Regions from separate parts of the Sus scrofa genome. Here all the other regions are linked to region 3. The links are chromatin contacts, called in public promoter capture Hi-C and targeted proximity ligation maps. All regions are on one chromosome and are shown on one strand. The core of a region is the stretch at or near the end of the contact, and the rest is flanking DNA. Distances in the headings are between cores, read along the strand shown. Region 1 holds the start of ELOC (elongin-C). Region 2 has its middle 43 kb from the start of LY96. Region 3 holds the start of RPL7 (ribosomal protein L7).

What was found. Promoter capture Hi-C pulls out the DNA fragments that hold promoters and counts their contacts.
Region 1: a contact with region 3 is called in a promoter capture Hi-C map of liver, with 7 times the contacts expected there. A contact is called at or near these places in 2 of 5 promoter capture datasets (fetal liver and liver), 5 of 47 Hi-C or Micro-C datasets (embryonic fibroblasts, epiblast stem cells, heart right ventricle and 1 more) and 2 of 2 datasets of targeted methods (alveolar macrophages and skeletal muscle).
Region 2: a targeted proximity ligation map of alveolar macrophages shows a contact between it and region 3. A contact is called at or near these places in 5 of 47 Hi-C or Micro-C datasets (embryonic fibroblasts, fetal skeletal muscle, omental adipose tissue and 2 more) and 1 of 2 datasets of targeted methods (alveolar macrophages).

What each region holds. Positions count from the first base shown.
Region 1 is chr4:61,969,720-61,972,805 of Sscrofa11.1, reverse strand. It overlaps ELOC (elongin-C), which reads right to left and starts at 1,703. Exons shown (of 4, transcript XM_001927321.6): 1 at 1,478-1,703.
Region 2 is chr4:61,906,057-61,909,216 of Sscrofa11.1, reverse strand. No RefSeq gene overlaps it. Among named protein-coding and RNA genes, the nearest start is that of LY96, 43 kb to the left of the region's middle.
Region 3 is chr4:62,601,100-62,604,434 of Sscrofa11.1, reverse strand. RPL7 (ribosomal protein L7) reads right to left here and starts at 2,005. Exons shown (of 7, transcript NM_001113217.1): 1 at 1,972-2,005; 2 at 1,120-1,234; 3 at 791-957. The coding sequence starts at 1,985.

The DNA of each region.
Region 1 (3,086 bases), core at 454-2,953, 630 kb after region 3:
CAAAAAATCACAAACAAGCAATTTATAAAGTATAAATATTACTTTAGAACTAAACAGACTCACAGACATAGAGAACAGACTTGCGGTTGCCAAGGTGGAGGGGTTGGGAGTTTGGGATTAGCAGAGGCACACTATAACTGAATCACTTTGCCGTAGAGCAGAAATTAACACATCGTAAATCAACTATACTTCAATAAATTTTAAAACTATTACTTTAGAACCTGATACATAGGACTGACTGTAACTTCTGACTACAAACAATTGCCTAATTACATTACAGAATTACCATAAGGTAATGAAATCAGCATCCTCCATTTAAAATAAATTTATCCATGTATATTTTGGAATGGTAGAGAGTTACTATGTTATCTCATACTTAACGGAAAAAAGAACAGTCATTTAAAAATTAAACATGAATCCCAAACTATCACTGGCAATAAGTAATTAATAACCAAGGTGACAAGGAACCATAGTTGTCTCCTTGCCACTGTGTCTCCACAATGAATGAACCAACGTGTGAACCGTGGATTGTATTATGAATTATATTACATTTATAACATAAACGAGATTAGAGATGTATCATTTTAGTCCGCTAAACGAAAAAGGAAATTAGTCGGGGATCAAAAAGCAAATTTGGCAGTGTGAAAATTAGGTTTTAAAACCCTAAAAGGATTTCGGTTGTTTCTTATACTGAAGGCGATGCAGAGTAGAAATGCTCGCACTGAAAACTCGAACTAGTTCCATCAGAGTAACTTAATGGCCACTGTACTTTACACGAGATACCGCCTTTCAGATGAGCCTGGGAGGCAGATGCACGACAGCCCCAAATCACCACGTCAGGCTGAGATCACCCGACAAGTTGCCCAAAAGATGAACTTCTCCGGGTCCCGCAGCTGCAAAGAGTGAAGGACCCTCTCCTGTGACTAGGAGCTGACTCCAAGAAAAGGACGAAATCTTGAGTGCACCCGGGGAAAGCAAAAAGGAAAAGCGACAGGGCTGCCATGCTACTCACTCCACCCTCCCCGCTCACAACCCCGAGGAGGCCCAGTCTCGCCGGCCGCCGCCCCTCCTTTTCCCTCTTTTCCAAGCCCACGGATCTGCGCCAGGAAAGGTCCCGCCGCCCTCCTCTCCCCTCCCCCAAACCAGGAGCTGAAGACGCCAGGGGGAGGTTAAGAGCTTCCGTTCCTTCCCCGCCCAAATGGGAAGAGGTGGGAAGTGAGGTTGCAAGCGAGCCCAGTACGAGCTTCCCTTGTCCCCCACGCGAACCCGGAGCTCCGGTCCCACCCCAGCCCGAGACTCACTCGTCAGCCCCGCAGCCACCGCAGCCACCGCACCGGGTCCCCGCGCACCGCCACAGCCCCTACACCAGGGCCACCCCCCCACCCCCAGCCGCCTGCCGCCGTGGGTTCCGGGGCAGTTAGAGGAATCACTTCCGCTGGGTCACGGACGCTTTCTACGACGCGCGGGAGATTAGTACCTGGCGAGGCAGGGACGCGCTGAGTCCGTCGCTTGCCGGCGTCCACAGGAAGTGTGCAGCGCCCCCTCCCTTCACCCCCAGGCCAGCCTGGAAGGACGGCGGTCCTCGGCAAGTCTCAACCAATCCTATTCTGGGTATTCTGATTCCCAGCATGCAGCACCGACCCCGATCTGATTGCGGAGGGTTAGAGCATCCTCAAGAAGGTGGTGGGAGAGGAGAGGGGAGGGGGGTGGAGGGTGGAGGGGGGGGGCCTGAGGCAGCACTGCATCTCGGGATTTGTAGTTTCCCTGGAGGGTACTGTCGTGATTGGCCGAGGCAGCACTGCATCCTGGGACTTGTAGTTCCTCACGCTGAGTTTTGCTCTTAGTTATTTTGGAGGTTGTCCCAGCTTCTCATTGGGGCTGCGCCTGGAGGTCGGAGACTACCTTTAGAGGAAAGGTTGCAGAGTGGGAGTGTAGTTTCTTTCCTAACAAGAACGTGTTCTTTATGGAACAGCTTCGCTCTTTTCTGAAAAGTTGTAGAGCTTGTTGAAGAGCATCTCAGCTCGCGAAATCGCTGGCCTCATTTCCTCTCTTCCCGGTATCTTTCAGTGTTTACCGAAAACTAACCACGCCCTCCACCCCCGCTCTGGGGCCTTTCCCCCACCCCCTGTCCACCTCCCAGCCACCGGGGTGCTCAGCTTCTGGATTCTGAAGTTACTCTGACACCAGCTTTGTCACTCCACGCCCCCTCTGCTTCTCCTTCCTCGAGCTCTCTGGGCGGTGCGCTCTCCCCTCAACACCCATTCGCCTATTCTCTTTACAGATTTTACCTCCACTTCAGATGGGATTATGTCTTGATAAACCCATGGGAAGTTGAAAATATTGTAAGTGGAAAATGCATTTAACAGGCCTAACATACCCAACATAGTTCAGCCTAGCCTACCTTAAAACGTGGTTAGAATGCTTACATTAATTTACAGTTAGGCAAAAATCATCTAATGCAAAGCTTTTTTATAACAGTGTTGATTATCTCATGTAATTTATTGATTATTGTACTGAAAAGGAAAAACAGAAGGGTTGTAAAGGTATTTTTTACCCTCTTGACTGGGTGGCCGATTAGGACCTTCAACATGGAGGGAGAGAGTATCATACTGCATATGGGTAACCCAAGAAAAGATGAAAATTCAAAACTATGTGTGGTTCCTACTAAGTATGTGTAGTTTTCATACCATCATCAAGTCGAAAAATCGTAGGTTGAACCACTTTAAGTCAGAGCCGTCTCTACTTGCTTTCCCGTGGTGAAATTCAGGCACCCTTCCAGGAAGGGTGAAACAGCTAAATAAAGTTCACCCTCTGTTTACCAGACAGTGGCACGAAAGGAATGTAGGGCCAAGACTCTCACCATTACAAGTTGCTCAACTAGGACTGTTGTGTAACAGTGTCCGCAAAAGGAAAACAGATATAGGCAATCCAAAGTTTATTGACCCAATTAACGCTTTGGGCCTGAAAGACATTTTTAGTTGATTGGGCAGATAAAAAGTATTCAAAGCTTTTGTAAAAATTATTAAACAGTTTTTTAGATTATGATAGTAGCTCAGAATAGAGTTTGGTGGGGAGAAGAGGAGGCT
Region 2 (3,160 bases), core at 592-3,091, 700 kb after region 3:
ACAGGGGTGGCCCCAAAAGAAAAACAAACACACATGATTTGCTGTGAATGATGGCCAACTTGCCTATAATCACCTGACCACACCACCCACTACTAGACACGAATGTTTTACTTTTCATATATTAAGAGATAAGACTATAAAAGTATAAACTACTGAATTCCCATTGTGGCTCAGTGGGTTAAGAACCTGACATAGTGTCCATGAGGATGCAGCTTTGATCCCTGGCTCTGTGGGTTAAGGACCGGGAGTTGTTATGAGCTGCGGTGTAGGTTGCAGATGTGGCTTGGATTCTAAGTTGCTGTGGTCTAGGCCAGCAGCTGCAGCTCCAATTTGACCTCTAGTCTGGGGACCTCCATATGCTGCAGTTGTGGCTGTAAAAAAAAAAAAAAAAAAAAAAAAGATTAAAAATCATAGCACCATTACCATCACTAAAACATCAGCCTCACCACCACCAATACTGTAAACAATGGCCATTTAAAAATACCTAAAACCTGGAGTTCCCTTCGTGGCTCAGCAGTTAACGAACCTGATTAGGATCCATGAGGATGTGGGTTAAGGATCCGGTGTCACACTGAGCTGTGGTGTAGGTCACAGATGTGGCTCGGATCCTGCATTGCTGTAGCTGTGGCGTGGGCCGGCAGGTGTAGCTCTGATTTGACCCCTCATCTAGGAACCTCCCTATGCAGGTGCAGCCCTAAAAAAGCAAAAAAAAACCAACCCCCCCCAAACCAAAGTAAAAACAAAACACGAAGACCTATAAGATATTGTGGGTCCTAGAGAAAAGAAGGGGGGCGTTCTAAATAGAAATGTGATTGTGGCTGATGTGCGGAAGACACATTTTCCTGTGTCAGATTCAATTATAATTCTGAAAGCCAAAAGAGGAAGCAATAATTCCAGGGAAAGGAAGTGAAGGGCTTCTATTTCCTCAGTGTTCACCAGTAGCCCTGATACTGCCGTGACCAATAATGAGAATAGCATGCTTTCAGATTTAAAGTACCTTCCTTCCTTCTGAGGTCCCAAATCCGTGCCCTCAACATCCTAAATAGTATTTAAGGTGAAGGTTTCAGCCATTTGGGCGAGTTACTCAGTTTTCCTGCGTTTCTCCCAGGTATACACATTATTAAACGTCTGTGTGATTTTTCTCCTGTTAATCTGTCTCACGTCAATTTAACTCACACCAGCCAGAAGAACCAAGAATGGTAGAGAAAAATGTATTCCTCTCCAACATTATCATATGAAAATACTGGCCTGATGCATTCAGATCTGCTGATTTTTTTTTTCAAGAGAAAGTACAAATTTGAATTTTTTGTGCAAAAAATTTAATCACAAAATGTTGGCGATTAATTTTAAAAGTTTAAAAGTACCCTGCGGGACAGACACTGTTGTATCTGCCAAACAACACTTGCACAGCCCCCCAACCTCAGTACATCAAAAGTGGAACTCATGGGAACTCAGCCTTAACGAACCAGACTGGTATTCAGGAGGATGCAGCTTTGATCTCTGGCCTCACTCAATGGGTTAAGGATCCAGCGTTGCTGTGAGCTGTGGTGTAGGTCGCAGACAAGGCTCAGATCCTGCGTGGCTGTGGTGTAGGCTGGCAGCTGTTACTCCAATTCAACCCCTAGTCTGGGAACTTTCGTATGCCATGGGTATAGCCCTAAAAAGGCACAAAAAATGGAACTCATTAGTCTGTATTCCCCATTTCAGTGAATGGGGCCACTGACAGCCAGGAGCTCAAGCCAGAGAAGGGTGAGCATCAGCTGCCCTCCTTCCTCTCCTTTACTCCTTACATCCGATAGGTGTCCCAGCGTGTGGATTCAGCCTCTGAAATCTCTGTTTGTCCCCTTGTTACAGCAGCTGCCCAGCAGCCCTGCGCCGCAGTGTACCACCTCTGGTGACAGCCCTGTGGCTGTAGCGTACCAGCTCCAGCAGCTCTGTGGCTGCAGTGGATCAGCTCTTTTACCCCACGAGAAACCAAGCGAGCACTCGGAGAGGTGGAGAACTCAGGTTTATTACGCCAGCGGGCTCAGAGGATATCGCTTCCTGGAGTCTGAGCCCCGAAGAAGGATTTCACAAGGCTTTTATGGGCTCCGTCTTCCTGGTCCATGCTTGGCTGGTCAGACCAGAGTGAGGTCAGGCAAGGGAGTAATTGTAGAAACAAGTTTACAGAAGTGGATGCGTGGGGGAGAGGTGGTTAGGGGCAGTTGGCTGGACTTTGCTTAGTCATCATGGCCGGGGTCTCTCTTTTCTACCTTTTTATTGGGACATTTTCTCCTACACCCTAACCTACTCTCATTGGCTTTGTTTAGGTTTTCACAATGTCTTTCTCAGTCTCTAGTTTCACCGAGTTCTAATCCCGTAGCAACCCGTCTAAAATAAAAAAATGAAGCAAGTCATTGCTCTGTGCAAGAAATTCCATTTTACCCTAGTACCTCTTGGGTAAAGTCGATGTGTGATTGCATGGCTCACAGCTCCTGTCTACATCTGCTTACTTATATGTCTTTGTAGACTGAAAAAAGAAAAGAAAAAAAAAAAACGACAAAAAAACCCCACAACATAAAGTTGAGAGTTATCTTTTATTCAGTTGCCTCACTGAAGACTAAAGCCCCGGTAGCTCTGAGGAGCTGTTTCAAAGCAATGCGTGATCTGAGCTGTGTCTGCCACCCACACCACAACTCATGGCAACTCTGGATCCTTAACCACTGAGTGAGGCCAGGGATAGAACCCCCATCATCATGGATACTAGTCGGGTTTGTAAGCCACTGAGACACAATGGGAACACCCTTTTCCCCCCGTTCTTGTTTATTTCTGGGTTGAATAGTGTCATCATATCATCACAGAATTCTGAAGTCATAAAGGAACTTAGACATTATCTACTTACATATGAGAACACAATACCAGGCAAGTTAAATGTAATCACAGCTAGCTTTAGTAGGCACATAGTGAAAAATATTGATCATTTGGTAGTCATTAATATAAGATCATGTTAATCATATATTGATTGATTAATAATGATAATTATTGTTAATTGGTGATTTCGGTTCAATAAATCACTGGTTTCTTTTTTTTTTTGTTTTGTTCGGCCACCAGCGGCATATGGGAGTTTCCAGGCCATCAAACCTGCGCCATAGCGGCGACCCGAGCACATGTAAAGGTGCTC
Region 3 (3,335 bases), core at 756-3,255:
ACCAAGTAAACTGTCTTTTGACACATACCTTTGAAATTGAAAGCTTCCCTGGCCCTCTTATTACTCCCTAGTTTTGCAGACATCTTTGTTACAGAACTTACAGGGGTACATTTTTGAGGTTAATCTCTAAGTGCTCACTTAGAAATGGACAGATGCTTTGGGCACAGTACTTAACAACCAACCATTAAAATAACCCCTTCTGGAGTTTCCGTCTTGGCTCAGTGGAAACAAATCTGACTAGCATTCATGAGGACAAAGGTTCGATCTCTGGCCTTGCTCAGTGGGTTAGGGATCCAGCGTTGCCGTGAGTTGCGGTCACAGGTGAGGCTCGGATCTGGCGTTGCTGTGGCTGTGGTGTAGGCCAGAGGCTATAGCTCCTATTTAACCCCTAGCCTGAGAACCTCCATAGGACGTAGGTATGGCCCTGAAAAGACAAACTAACTAACTAAAATAACTCCTCCTGGAAGTTCCCACTGTGGCTCAGCAGGTTAAGGACCTGATGTTGTTTCTGTGAGGATGCAGGCTTGATCCCCAGCCTTGCTCAGTGAGTTATGGGTGTGGAGTTGCCACAAGCTTCCGTGAAGGTGTCAGCTGTAACACCAATGTGACCCCCAGCTGAGGAACTTCCATAAGCTGCAGGTGCAGCTGCATTAAACCAAAAACAACAGAACAAAACCCCTGTTCTACTTACCACCCCCAATATTTCTATTTCCTTGCTCCTGTCGTGAAGTTTCCCTAGGATTGGGTACCTCTCTCTTTAAAACCAGAAGCCAATAAAAACTGAACTCACCCTCTGATCCTGATGACAAATGCCAATTTGGGTTCCGCAGGTACATAGAAGTTGCCAGCTTTTCTTGCCATCCTAGCCATTCGAATCTCAGTTCTGTACATTTGCCTGTATTCCTTGTGATAGTGCTTGGCTTTTTCGTAGATAAGCTTCCTCCTTGCCTTTCGAAGCTGAAAACCAACACCAGTTACTCATCTGCTTTTTAGCTTCCACTCAAAATTAGCACTATCAGTTAAGTATAAACCCTTCCCTTGAACCTTTTTCCACAAAAGCATGTGCTGACATTCTAAAAGAGAGATGCTACAACCGATGCCACAAAAAAACTTACTTACCATCTTCTGGGCAAACTTCTTTCTCAGGCGCTTAATCCTAAGCTCTGCGAAATTCTTTCGCTTTTTCTTAAGGGTTTCTGGCACAGCAGGAACCTTCTTTTTCTTCTCTTTGACACTGCCAGACAAAACATTAACATTAATAGTTCGAACGCTCACAGCATCGCAGCATTCCCCTGTTCTATCTAAAACGCTGTCTCAACGCTATTAATGCCTGTGGCTCTAAATGTATTTTCAATTGCCGTAGCACGCCCTGTTGCGAGAAACAGATTTGAGGGAACTTCTGGGCCATTTTACCCTACTTTCAACACAGACCAAGAGTCACAAAAACAGTCAATTCAGACTTAATCTACCATCAGTTCCAGGCTCCCACAACAAAAATACAGACAGCTAAAATATGCGACTGATGCAAGACAATGACAGCGAACTACCAATCAATCTAAAAAGGTGTAAGAATCTCAAAACAAAACCTCAACTGCCGCCCCGGTTCAAGCCTCAAACTCCACATGCTGTAAGTAAAGGCCGGGGGGCAGGGACGCTTGGGGCAAACAGCAGCCACGGAAGAACCCAATTCAGAGGCTCTGAGTCTCCCTGAAAAGAAGGGAAACTGGACAACTGGTCAGTCCCGCACACATTCAGCGCTCACACCTTGCTCCTGGTGTTTCCAAAGCCTCCGCCCCAAGGCCGCCGGAATCTCATCTTAGCCTGAGACCACCGCTAGTGTCACACAGCGTCACAAACACCCATATAGGCTGGCAAAAGTACATGCTACAATCGGACCGGGGGAAAGGGAGACAAAAGGTCTCTGGTTTCGGGGATGGAGAAGGATTCTGGAGAAGACGAGGAGCAACTTACTCTGCGCCCTCCATGGTTCCAGCCGGGAAAGAGGAAGTTAGCGCATGCGCGCTGTCCACTTAAAGTCGGCGAGCGTGAAGCCCCACGACTCATAGGTGTCCCAGGATAAGCCAGAAAAGAATTCAGAAGTGAGAATTCGCCTTGCGGACGCAGAATTAAGAACTTCCTGATTCAGCGTCGTACGACCAAGTTTCGAGTAAAATTCTTATGGGAAAAATGAATGCATTGGTTAGACTCTTTAATCAATACGATGAGAGCAAAGAGTGCTGACGCCTAGACTATTTGGGGTCCTAGTCCCTAGGCTGCGTTGACAGAATACGGCTCGTATTCTACCCAGTAATATTGCAAATGACACGCCAACAAGGCGCGAACTACAAATCCCGGCATGCATCACTTTCGTTGCCCGTCCGGCGGGAGGGCAACACTTGACCGAGACTGTAGGGAACCACGGTGGTGGTGATTCCAGCCGGGGAAAGTGAGAGCCCTTTGGCCCACCTTCCAAAGGACCAACTACGATTCTAAGCCTCTCCGGCTTTTGATCGCCTTCTCGGCTCTTTCCCAACCCTAGTGGCAGACAGGCACGACGGTTGCCGCGCTGCTGAGGTCCTTCTCTTCGTTCCTTCAGCCCGCAGGGCTGTCTTCTGCAGCGCCTGATCGCAGGCGGGGCCGCCCAGAGCCCCCTGGTTAACCAAAGTGACGAGTCAGGGACAAGCGAGGACCCGACGGCCGGAGGAGGATGGCCGGGGCACTGCCGACCGTCGGGCTTGGCAGGCGGAGGCCGGGACACCCCACGGCAGGGGGCGTGAACCGCGAAGGGAGGTGCGAGGAGGGCTGGAGGCTGCAGCCACGGCCCTGTGAGAGGGGCTGCCCCGCCGCGGTTCGGCGGACGACGGGCGGGCGGGCTGGGGGCTGGGCCGGGGGCGGGGTGCGCCCGGGGCGGGGAAGGCCGAGCGGAGGGAGGGCCGATGCCGCCGCCGGCTCTTCCCGGTCGCGGGTTATATAGCGCGGAGTGTGGAGCCCTCTCAGAGGCGGCCGGGAGCGCTCCGACTTGCAAGCGGCGCTGTGCTCCGGAGCCCGGTGCCCGAGTGACAGCCGCGGGGAGTGCAGGGCAGGGGGACACGAGACCGCGGAGGCAGCTGCAAGCCGTTGCGGAGCGCTCGCCTGCGCGGAACGAGTCGCCCCTTCCAGGCGTTCCCGCTGCCCCGCACCCCACTCTCCCACCCTCTAGCAACTTGGGTTAAGTTGACAACTCCGCGGCGGCCGGCCGGCCCGTGCCGTCTCCGCTGTGCGCCCCTCCCCCGGGGTGAGAGGGAGCCGCAGCGCCGGCTCCGGGGGCGCTCGGGCGGCGGCAGCTTGGCCATGAG